Regions from separate parts of the Sus scrofa genome. Here regions 2 and 3 are each linked to region 1. A link is a contact called in public HiChIP or PLAC-seq data. All regions are on one chromosome and are shown on one strand. The core of a region is the stretch at or near the end of the contact, and the rest is flanking DNA. Distances in the headings are between cores, read along the strand shown.

Evidence for each region. HiChIP or PLAC-seq counts read pairs in DNA pulled down with a chosen protein or histone mark.
Region 2: an H3K27ac HiChIP or PLAC-seq map of alveolar macrophages shows a contact between it and region 1. The contact joins the promoter of CCNL1 here to the promoter of RSRC1 in region 1. A contact is called at or near these places in 3 of 47 Hi-C or Micro-C datasets (embryonic fibroblasts, heart right ventricle and retroperitoneal adipose tissue) and 1 of 2 datasets of contacts at active chromatin or transcription factors (alveolar macrophages).
Region 3: an H3K27ac HiChIP or PLAC-seq map of alveolar macrophages shows a contact between it and region 1. The contact joins the promoter of MFSD1 here to the promoter of RSRC1 in region 1. A contact is called at or near these places in 1 of 5 promoter capture datasets (liver), 4 of 47 Hi-C or Micro-C datasets (alveolar macrophages, embryonic fibroblasts, heart right ventricle and 1 more) and 1 of 2 datasets of contacts at active chromatin or transcription factors (alveolar macrophages).

The regions. Positions count from the first base shown.
Region 1 is chr13:97,892,124-97,895,659 of Sscrofa11.1, forward strand. It overlaps RSRC1 (serine/Arginine-related protein 53), which reads left to right and starts at 1,692. Exons shown (of 10, transcript XM_021069723.1): 1 at 1,692-1,872. It also overlaps a transcript of SHOX2 not described here.
Region 2 is chr13:97,002,465-97,006,000 of Sscrofa11.1, forward strand. CCNL1 (cyclin-L1) reads right to left here and starts at 1,937. Exons shown (of 11, transcript XR_001300397.2): 1 at 1-1,937. It overlaps VEPH1 (ventricular zone-expressed PH domain-containing protein homolog 1), which reads right to left. Exons shown (of 26, transcript XM_021069713.1): 15 at 1-228.
Region 3 is chr13:98,590,468-98,594,003 of Sscrofa11.1, forward strand. It overlaps MFSD1 (major facilitator superfamily domain-containing protein 1), which reads left to right and starts at 1,878. Exons shown (of 16, transcript XM_003358650.5): 1 at 1,878-2,159. The coding sequence starts at 1,988.

The DNA of each region.
Region 1 (3,536 bases), core at 442-2,941:
AAAATTATATGAATTTAGAAACATGATTTTAACAGTTAGTCTTGGGTTAACTACTTGTGACCGCTTTAATTATCTTATTATCATAGGGTGATAACCATAAACTTTAATCCTTTAATAAAATTCGTTTTTAAGTTTTTATTTATTTATTTATTTATTTTTAGCAGAATGACAGTGGAGTCAGCAAAATGGATGTGGTGCTCAAAAAGCTTTTAACCCGAGGTGTTAAATATGTATTTGCAAACAGCTCTAGAACAGCCACTATTAAAGTCTGATAAGGGATCAGGAGACTCACCAGCTACTTTTTCTACTTTTTTGCCCTTTCAAGTACATGACTTTTTAAGTTTGAACTCAAATTCCATCTTCTGAGCTTGGGGGAAAGATGAACACTTTAAAGGTAAGCAAGGAAGGCTTGGATACAATTGTGTAAGTCACACCAAATAGATTTCCCCATAGATTTTTCTGGCTTGTTGCTCTTAGTATTTTTACAAACAGTGGTGTTCATATGAGATGCAGCTATGAGAGAGCTGCAGTATCTAACCACGGATTCCTATTGGCCTAAGGGAATTTCAACTTAAAAAAATGCCACCAAACCCAGTTTTTGAAATTATACACTAATAAGTGTTCACCAAGTTCTAACTATGTCATTTCTTTAAATAGTATATACTTTCTGGGAAGACAGGAGTCTTCAAAATGCAGTTTTGGTTGAAAAAAATTCAAAAACCAAAAAAAAAAACCCCCAAAAAAAACACCCCAAACCCCAAACCCCAAACCCAATAACAACAACCCATTGAGAATAAAGTTCAGTTGACACCCTGCAGACAGATATACAGGTTCCAGTAAAATTTAGGACCTCAAGTCTTCCTCCCCCCGGGTCTTGAACTATTTAAAATAAACATGCAGTGTTGTTGTTAAGTTTTAAAATGGTCCCTCAAAAAGGGTAGATAGGTACAGTCATTTATGAGAAAGATATTTGTTGAGGTGTTTTTCACCATTTCAAATGTCTGTGGAAAACTTGGGTATATAGCTGTTGTGAAACGAGTTGGTTCTCACTGTCCATCAAAACCAAGGCCAACAATTTACCTCTTTATCATTGCTTACTGACAATAAAGAGAAAAATGATGTTCATGAAAGGACAAAGAAAGTATACATTGCAGAAAATGCTGAATTGCTCTAATTTCTTTTGGTTAAAATAACAACAAAACCCCTCTATATTTAATTTCTCTTTCAGAAGAAACCTCCTCTCCCTGCCTTGGGCGGTCTTCTCCCATTCCTCTACCAACTAGTTACTTTAATGTGAGAAACAAATTTGCACCCAACCCGTGTCTTCACCTTCAGGGCAGAAGAAACACCAACTTTTAATGCATTTTTGCAAATAAATCATTACAATTTAATCACACAGGACTCTGATGCTATACAGACACACTCCTATGATTTATTATTTTGGGGCCAGTTTCCTCCTCTCCCAGTAGATAACCGATTTTGCTAAGTGTGGGTGTCTTCCTATGATGCAGATTGTTTACTGATAATCTGTGACGATAATGACGATTACTATGGCAATAACGATCTTCAGTCTCCATCTTTATTGCTTTTTGGTTACTAGAAAATCAAATAATTAAGCACGCGGAACCAACACCAGACAAAAAAATTGGCGGCGTGACAATCTACTCCTTCGGCACTCCTAACGCCTGGCAGCCTCCATCGATGCACTCGAAAGCTCGGTTGACGCTGCCTGGCGCTGGAACCAGGAAGGCGGTGAGCTTAAACTGAAGCAAGTTCGGAGGACGCCGGCGGCGCCCAGATTTGAAGAAACGTTTCCAGGTCTGAGGCCCTTGCAAGTCTACAGGAGGTGTAAACCCGAAGGCCGAGATCCAGGTGATACCCGAGTCTGGGGCCTGGGAGGCGGCGCCCGCGGCTGAGAGGTTCCGAGGCCCTGCTCCGGCGAGAGGCAGTGCGGGCCCGATACTGTCTGTGCCCGGGAGGAGGCGGCGGCGGCGGCGGCTAGTGGGGTGGGGTGAGCTGGGAAGTTGCGGCCTGGCGACGCGGTGCGCATGCGCTCAGCACCTGGCGGGTTCTGACCCTAGAGGTCCAAGTTGGGGCCTTAGGGTGGTAGCGACTATAGGGTGTTGCTCGGTCGCAGGCCTCTGGCTAGGCCCTGTCTCTAGAGGTGGTGAGGAAGAGTAAGCTAGCTCTTCTCACTCTCTCCTCCTTAACACCTTTCCTACCCCTACCTCAATCCGCATCCCTAGTCCCTGCTCCTTGACAGCAGCTTTTGGGTTTCTGCGTTCTTCTCCTAACGTGCGACCGGTGCTTCATCACTACCTCTAGGTAGGGTGGAGCTAGAGGGAGGCTGCAACCCTACACTCTGATACACTCTGCCCCACAGACTCCGCTCTCCACTTTAGATCGGCCTCTTCTTCCAACAACCCCCACCCCGCCCGCAGCCCCCTGCCCTTCCGGCTCACCCTCATTTGCTGAGAGGCGAGATACTGCAGAGTGAAATAGACATTCTTTCCTTAACAAATAAATGTATTCACCTTAAACATTCTTTAACTTCAGGACACTCCTTGACTAAAGGACTTGTGGCCTTGTGGTCATAGACCAAGAGCATATGTCTACCCTTAAACTGTTTACGTTGGCGAGAGGTTATAATGCACTGTTATACTCGTTGCCTGTTCTTGATTTTAGGTCAGCCTTAACAATAATTTCTCAGATTTATATATCTTTAAATGCACAGTGGAAGCTAGATTCTTTTTTTTTTTTTCGTTTTCAGAATTAGCGGTAACCTATTTGTGTTTCAACTAATACTAGATGATTAAATAAATTAAATGTGTTGTCACAGAGAAGTATTCAAGTTGTCTTTTTTGAACTTAGCCGTACAAGCTTTAAGTGAGGAAGAGATACAGTTCTCAGGTTTAAGGATTGGAGCAGATGTGACAGGTGCAGCCTTGTGAGGAAACTGGGTATCCTTTGAGAGCCCCTTTAGCCTTCGCGTCTATAAATATTCACTTTCTTTGCAGGCAGAGATTTCCTGCTAAGTGGTAACACTTTATTCCTGTATGTTTTTCAAAAAGAGGGCTAAAGTGTTTGAAACCAAAAAAGATATAGGCAGCTGACACCTATTAATTGGCCTTACCATCTTAACTAGTCTCAGCAAAGAGTTGTGTTATGACTTGAAAAACCTCTGTAATAATATTGCTATAGTAGATGTATAGATAAATTTTCTGCTTTCATTTGCAAACCATTAGGAGGAAATTCCTGTGGCTGATAATTTCTTTCTTTTTTTTTTTTTTTTGTCTCTTTTAGGTTCGGATCTGTGGCACATGGAGTTCCCAGGCTGGGGGTCAAATTGGAGCTGTAGCCACTGGCCTATATACCATAGCCACAGCAACACCAGATCTGAGTTTCATCTTCAACCTGCACCACAGCTCATGGCAACACCTGATCCTTAACCCACTGGGTGAGGCCAAAGATTGAACCTTTGTCCTCATGGATACTAGTCGGATTCTTTTCTGCTGAGCCATGATGAGAATGCCGAT
Region 2 (3,536 bases), core at 687-3,186, 890 kb before region 1:
ACTAACCAGCGTTCTCGGCGCGACGGATATTCCCGTGACCGCCGGGTTCTGAGACGCTTCACGCAGCGTGCGCCTCCGCCCTGACGTCACCACGCCCATCCAGTGCGCGCCAACTAGTCCCTTCAGGCCAGGTGTCCTCCCGCGGCTCCTCTGTCCGCCCAGAGTGGCCCCCACCGGGAGGGAGTCTAGGGTGACTTCTCCGCTGAGACCCCAGAGTGGTCGAGGGAACTGTCAATTTGGATAAACCAGGTCTAAACCGCCTGTTTGTAGTATTTTAACCACAAGAATAATAAGGGGGCTTTACGAGATAGCCAAGTTAGAGTTCTCAAGGTTTACTACTATAATAACCCTGGCGCTAATTTGATAATTTGTCTAGAACGTGGATCTCTTTGCTCCCGTCTCTACCTCATCTAACTTTTCGCGTTTGGATGACTCGGGTTCAGCGAGTAGAAAGGGAAGCATCAGGACGAACGACCTTCGCCGGCATTGGCTGGTGGAAATGGTTACTCTGATGTCCTGTATGGACGAACTTGTAATTTAAAGTGACCCACAAGGAATCTGGAAAGGGCTGCTTTACAGTATTTTTGGGAAACAGGCTTGTGAACTACATCGGTTCAAAAAAAAAAAAAAAAAAAAAGCTGTCAGATGAGCATGTGGTTCCCAGAGGTATCTAAGTATGGCGAGGGATTCGTATTGACTGGGAGAGAGACTGCTTTAGCAGCTTCGCTTGCGAAACTCGGGCCTGAGCTAGTGACAAGCCACAGCTTTCACTAATCTGGAAAATCCCTAATTTCCAAAAATAGTTTTAGGTCGAGACTTTACAGAGGTAATTTGATTATGCCCGGCAGTCTATGTATTCATGGAGGTTACTGCAATTAGGTAGTATGGGAGAAATCAATCTCTTTATATGTATTTTTCCCTCTCTGATATTAGCAATTCTCCAAATTTCCTCAAATTTGAAATAAAAACAATGATACTGATCCAAACTACCACAGGCTAGAGTGGGAGGAAAAAAGAGTAGATCTTGTTTAAAAAAAAAAAAAAGATTCTGTAAACTGAATCATTTTGCTGTACAGAAAAAATTAACACAAGGTAAATTCAGTTAAAAGAGAGTAGATCTTTGTTTACTCCTTCTGTGTCTAGACCTTGGAGACATTGTCCAGGAATGAGAAGCCCCATCATCTTTCTATCACATAGTTCAATTTTAAGGTTTAATTATGAGAAATGAATTAAAACTTGGATCCATAGAGCAAAAGGAATTTGAGTACACTGCAATATTTGTTAGTGATGTCTCTAAAGCAAAACATATTCAAAAACTCATTTTAAAAAAAGAATTCAATCCACCTTACTTTGTAAAGATTTACATCAGTATTTCTGAACCCTAGCTGCACATAAGTATCTTCAGAGGAGTTTAGGGCTGCACCCGAGGTATATGTAAGTTCCCAGGCTAGAGACGGAATTGGATCTACACCATAGCCACAGCAATGCCAGGTCTGAGCCGCATGTGCAGCCTATCCCACAGCTCACAGCAACACCAGATCCCTGACCCACTAATTGAAGCCAGGGATCAAACCCGCATCCTCATGGATACTAGTCGGATTCCCTTCTTTTGAGCCATGATGGGAACCCCCAGAGAAGTTTTTAAAACATACTGATTATGCTTGAGCCTGAATTGTAGGGGTTGATGTAATGGATCTGGGGTTGACCCAGCCAGTGGTTATTGGAATGTTCAGCCAGGATTGAGAAACAGAGCTCCAAGAGAGTGTAATTCTGGTGCTAGCTGAAATACTTGACCTCGTTGCACGTTACCTTCACCTGTCTGACTAAGCTGCTTCCAGGGAAGTTTCCCTCTCCAATATTCAGGAGGGATTATAACAGGAGTTCCCATAGTGGCATAGTGGAAACAAATCTGACTAGGAACCATGAGGTTGCAGGTTTGATCCCTGCCCTCGCTCAGTGGGTTAAGGATCTGGCATTGTCGTGAGCTGTGGTGTAGTTCGCACATGCAGCTTGGATCTGGGGTTGCTGTGGCTGTGGTGTAGGCTGGTGGCTACAGCTCCCAATTCAACCCCTAGCCTGGGAACCTCCATATGTGGCCCCAAAAAGACTAAAATAAAATAAAATGCTGTAACAGACTTTGAAAGCTCTTCTTATTTATTTTTGGCTGCACCATGGCATATGGAAGTTTCTGGGCTGGGGATTGAATCTGAACCACAGCTGCCACCTATGACACAGCTGCAATGTCAGATCCTTAACCTGCTGAGCCACAGTGGGAACTTCAATACAATTCATTTTTAAGACTTTTTTTTTGGCTGCACCCACAGTATGCAGAAGTTCCCGGGCCAGGGATCAAGCCCAGGCCACAGTAGTGACCTGAGCCGCAACAGTGACAATGTTGGATCCTTAACCCGCTGAGCCACCAGGCAACTCCAAGACTCTTTCTTTTCTTTTCTTTTTTCTTTTTTTAGGGCAGAACCTGTGGTATATGGAGGTTCCCAGGCTAGGGGTTGAATCAGAGCTACAACTGCTGGCCACAGCCACAGCCACAGCAAGATCAGATACGAGCCATGTCTGTGACCTACACCATAGATGACAGCAATGCTGGATCCTTAACCCACTAAGCAAGGCCAGGGTTTGAACCTGCAATCTCATGGGTCCTAGTTGGATTTGTTTCCGCTGCGCCACAACAGGAACTCCCAAGACTATTTCTTAATGGAACATTTTTCTAATATTTAGAGTCTCCCACCATGCCTCACCAAAAAACTGTCTTGGTGATGTCTTGATATATTTTATAATATATTTTTTTAATCTCTAGGTCCTTGATTAATTGAAGAAAGTTAACAAGAATTGAAGTGAGAAGTTCTGGGAGAAGGAGGAGTACTTGCTCTACTCTTGATATCTTTTCCCTATAGACCACTGTTTCCCACCTCCTGTGTTTGGCAATCATTTCCAGAAGCACAGAACCACTGAGACTATTCTACAACTTTCTGTCTGTACCCCAGATTATATCCAATAGATATGATTATATTCACTGTTCTTCTTTTCAGCCTCAACAAAAGTGGTAGAGGAGATGGGCCAACATTTTATACGCTTAGCATTAACGCATCAAACTATGACGGTGTTTTAAATTTTGACTTCTTGGGCATTCCCATTGGCTCATTAAGAACCCAAGATAGTATCCAGAGGATGCAGGTTTGGTCCCTGGCCCTGCTCAGTGTATTAAGGATCTGGCACTACTGCAAGCTGTGGTGTAGGTATAGACCATGGATCCAGTGTGGCTGTGGCTGTGGTATAGACCAGCAGCTGTCCAATTCAACCCCTAGCCCCAGAACTTCCATATGCCACAGGTGTGGCCCTAAAGAGAAAAAAAATTAATTTTAACTTGTTTAAAAAAAAAATTCATGACAGGTATTCCCACTGTGGCTCAATGGGATTGATGGCATCTCTGCAGCACCAGCATGAGGGTTTGATCCCTGGTCTGGCATAGTGAGTGGGTTAAAGGATCCAGTGTTGCCACAGCTGTGGTATAGAAAGGA
Region 3 (3,536 bases), core at 628-3,127, 700 kb after region 1:
GACAGGGGGCTTCTCCTTTGGGGTTGGGTGAGAAAGGGAGGTGGAAAGTGGAGTCATTTGTGGAGACATCTCAAAGGCAAAACGTTGTAAACTGATCTATCTTCTCTGGCATCCCCCGCCCCACCCCACCGTTTCCTATATTCTGATCTCTATTGGGAGCCCACGCTAGAAATCTGGGAAATATTCTCAATTCCTTCCTCTCAGACCTCATAAACTATTTGCCCAAATTCATCCCCATTTCACTTCCAAAATACTTCTCCTTTGCTTCATCCCTATTTCCCCAGTTATAGGACCTTGCCATTTCTAATCTTCATAGTACCTAATAATCTTAATGATTATTCAACCTCTAGCTTTGTCACCCTCAAAGTTCTGCTGGCAAGCCTGGCACCACCACCCCCTTCTTGAAAGTTGAGGAGGGTGTCAGGTTGTGTTGCCAGATGTAATTTGTTTTTTTTTTGTTTTTTTTTTTAACTTTTTAAAAATTACTCAGATGAATTTATCACATCTGTAGTTGTATAATGATCATAACAATCTGATTTCACAGGATTTCCACCCCACAGCCCAAGCACATCTCCCCACCCCTCAAACTGTCTCCTCCGGAGACCATAAGTCTTTCAATGTCTGTGAGTCAGCATCTGTTCTGCAAAGAAATTCAGTCTGTCCTTTTTTCAGATTCCACATGTCAGTGAAAGCATTTGATGTTGGTATCTCATTGTATGGCTGACTTCACTTAGCATGATAGTTTCTAGGTCCATCCATGTCGCTAAAAATGCTGTATTTCATTCTTTTTAATGGCTGAATGATAGCCAGATGTAATTTGTAAAAACATAGGTTTTGGAGTTCCCAAACTGTGGTACAATGGGTTAAAAATTCGACTGCAGCCGCTTGAGTCACTGTGGAGGCGCTGGTTTGATCCTTCGCTTGGTGCAGTGGGTTAAGGATTCCACTCTACTACAGCTGTGGCTCGGATTCAATCCTGGCCCGGGAACTTCCATATGTTATAGGTGCAGCCCTAAATAAAAACACAGGTCTTGCATTCTTGATCCTCTACACAAAATCCTTGCATGTCTCCTTACGGAACAGGTTTAGTTTTTCCTACTGAGTTCTTCTTTCATTCGCAGATCAATGGTCTCTCTCCTCTCCCCCACCTCCCCTCACACACACACACACGGTTCTGTTTCAGGCTTGCATCATTATTATCCCTCCTAATCCCCACCCTCATAACCAACTCCCTCATATAGGCGTCATGACTGACCCATTCGTACTAATTCTAGCTTAGGTATGAATTTAAAGGACCTTCAGCACGCCACCACTTTCCCCCAAAGTTTGTTAAACTGTACTTACTCTCTTCCCAAACGCCTTTCCCAGGCATTCCTACGAAATTCACTACTTATTTCAACCGCTGTTCTCACTTAGACTCGTCTATTCACCATACTATTCTTTAAAGGATCAGTTTCTGTCGACCTCCCCAAGTAAACCACGAACTTTCTGAGGTCTGAGAGCTTGTCACATTCCAGTTTGTATTCCCAGTACCTGGCATGTGAGTGGACACAACATAAGACTCTCAATGAACTGTGTGGAATTAAGAGCAGCCAAAAAGGCTGCGGAAAGCAACGCTGCGAGGAGAAGGGCGGTGCGCTTCTTCGCGTCAGGCTGAGCGGAGGCCGGCACTCTCTACCCGCGCAGCGGCAGGGGATGGACAGCAGGAGCAGGCAGGAAACGAGCACAGTTCCATTTTGGGCAGCGGAAAGCTGCGGCTGGCGCCTAAGACAGTACCGGGAGAAATTAAACGTAGCTCCTCCCCTCTCTCCTCGCTAGGCCTGCCCACCACGTGATCTTGCCTGCTCACGTGAGCGCGGCCTTGCGTGACCTGCCCCGGCATCACGTGAGCAACCGTGGTCACGTGAGCACGGTTTTTGCTGGGCTCCAGCAGCAGCTTCTTCCCGGAGTTGCTGTCACTGTCTTCTCCTGATCTCCCGCCGGCCGGATGGAGGAGGAAGATGAAGAAGCGAGGGCGCTGCTGCCAAGCAGCCCCGTCAAGGCCGGCAGAGGTGCCTCCAACACTCCCGACGCTCCCAGGGCGCTGTCCGCCCTCTGCGACCCCAGTCACCTGGCGCACCGGCTTTTGGTGCTGTTGCTGATGTGCTTCCTTGGCTTCGGTGAGCCGGCCGGCCTGGTGGGGTGTTGCTGCTAATCAGGAAATTACCGACTTTCTTTCGGAGAGTCGTTCTTGGCTGCCACGAGGCCTCAGCGCAGCTTCTAGTTTCTGTTTCTGGGCTTTCCTTCTTTTCCCTTCTCCACCCCATCAAAGCCTTGTAGACGTTGCTAGCTATTCGGCATTTCGAAGATAGGAGTAAGGGCACTGAGCTGCGCGAGTTTTGTGCCACTCCTTTCCTCTCCAAGAAGTCTCGAAGGCTAGCAACTTGCCGCCTGGGACCCTAGATATGAAGGAATCCCGGGATCATCAAGGTTGCTCTAATGACAGTTCCATTCAGAAGGAATTCAGAAAGATTTAACTGTCCCTTTCCCCGTTGCCCTTCCCCAACGCCCCTCTGCCCAATTTAAAATTTTTGATTGACCAACTCGTTGGCAGTCTTACGTGTTTCTCATCCTCTTTGGGAAAACGTATGAGTGTGTCTTGTTGATAGCTTCAATGAGTGGATGTGTTCTCGTTCTCTTCCGCTATGCCAATGTGAAGCAATCATACTGGATTGGACTTGTGGTAGGCTTGACGGTGTTTGGTTTCATTTACGAAATCTGGTGACTCTGAAGGAAATTTCTTGAGCTAATTTTAAAAATTATCTGCCTGTGTTCCAGCTACTAATTTTTTTCAGCAACATTCTAATGTCAATATAAGTTTGATAGGAAGGTAATAATGTGTTTCTCAAGGGGCTTGCGGGAATGGGTATCATCAACAAGTTCAGAAACATTATATTGGGTAACTTTATGCTACTGCTGAGGATATGTATGTTGGCATGGAGGTTGCTTTGAGCCTTAGTTCCTTTGCATCTCTTTTTGTTCCCCCTCTTTCTTTGTGGAAAGAAAGAGCTGCAGCTCTGATTCAACCCCTATCCTGGGAATCACCATACGCTGCAGGTGTGATCCTAAAAAGCAAAAAAAAAAAAAAAAAAAGTCAATTTTATTTCTGTAAAAATAATTCTGAGTGCACGAATGTCCAAATCTCTCCACCTCTCTCTTTCTTATCCTCTCAAAGACATTATGTTTTAATTTAATCTTTTGGAATGCTTTTGTTTTTCTTCATTACTGGCACTGTATTTGCTAAATTATTTGTCTAAAGCATTTTGTTTGTAGATTTAAAATTCTTGTTTCAAAAACAGGTTTAGTCAGAGTAAACTTCTTTCCCCTGCTCTCAAGATAAATAGTAGCTTTAGGTAACATACTAGGAAACTTCTGAGGATGTTTTTAAAATTTTTAGTGTGTGCGTTGGTAGCTTTAAGGAAAATACGGCTTTTACAAGGATGTGAATAAAACAGTAGACATGAAGCATGATAAAAGTAAAGTAGAAGAACAAATAG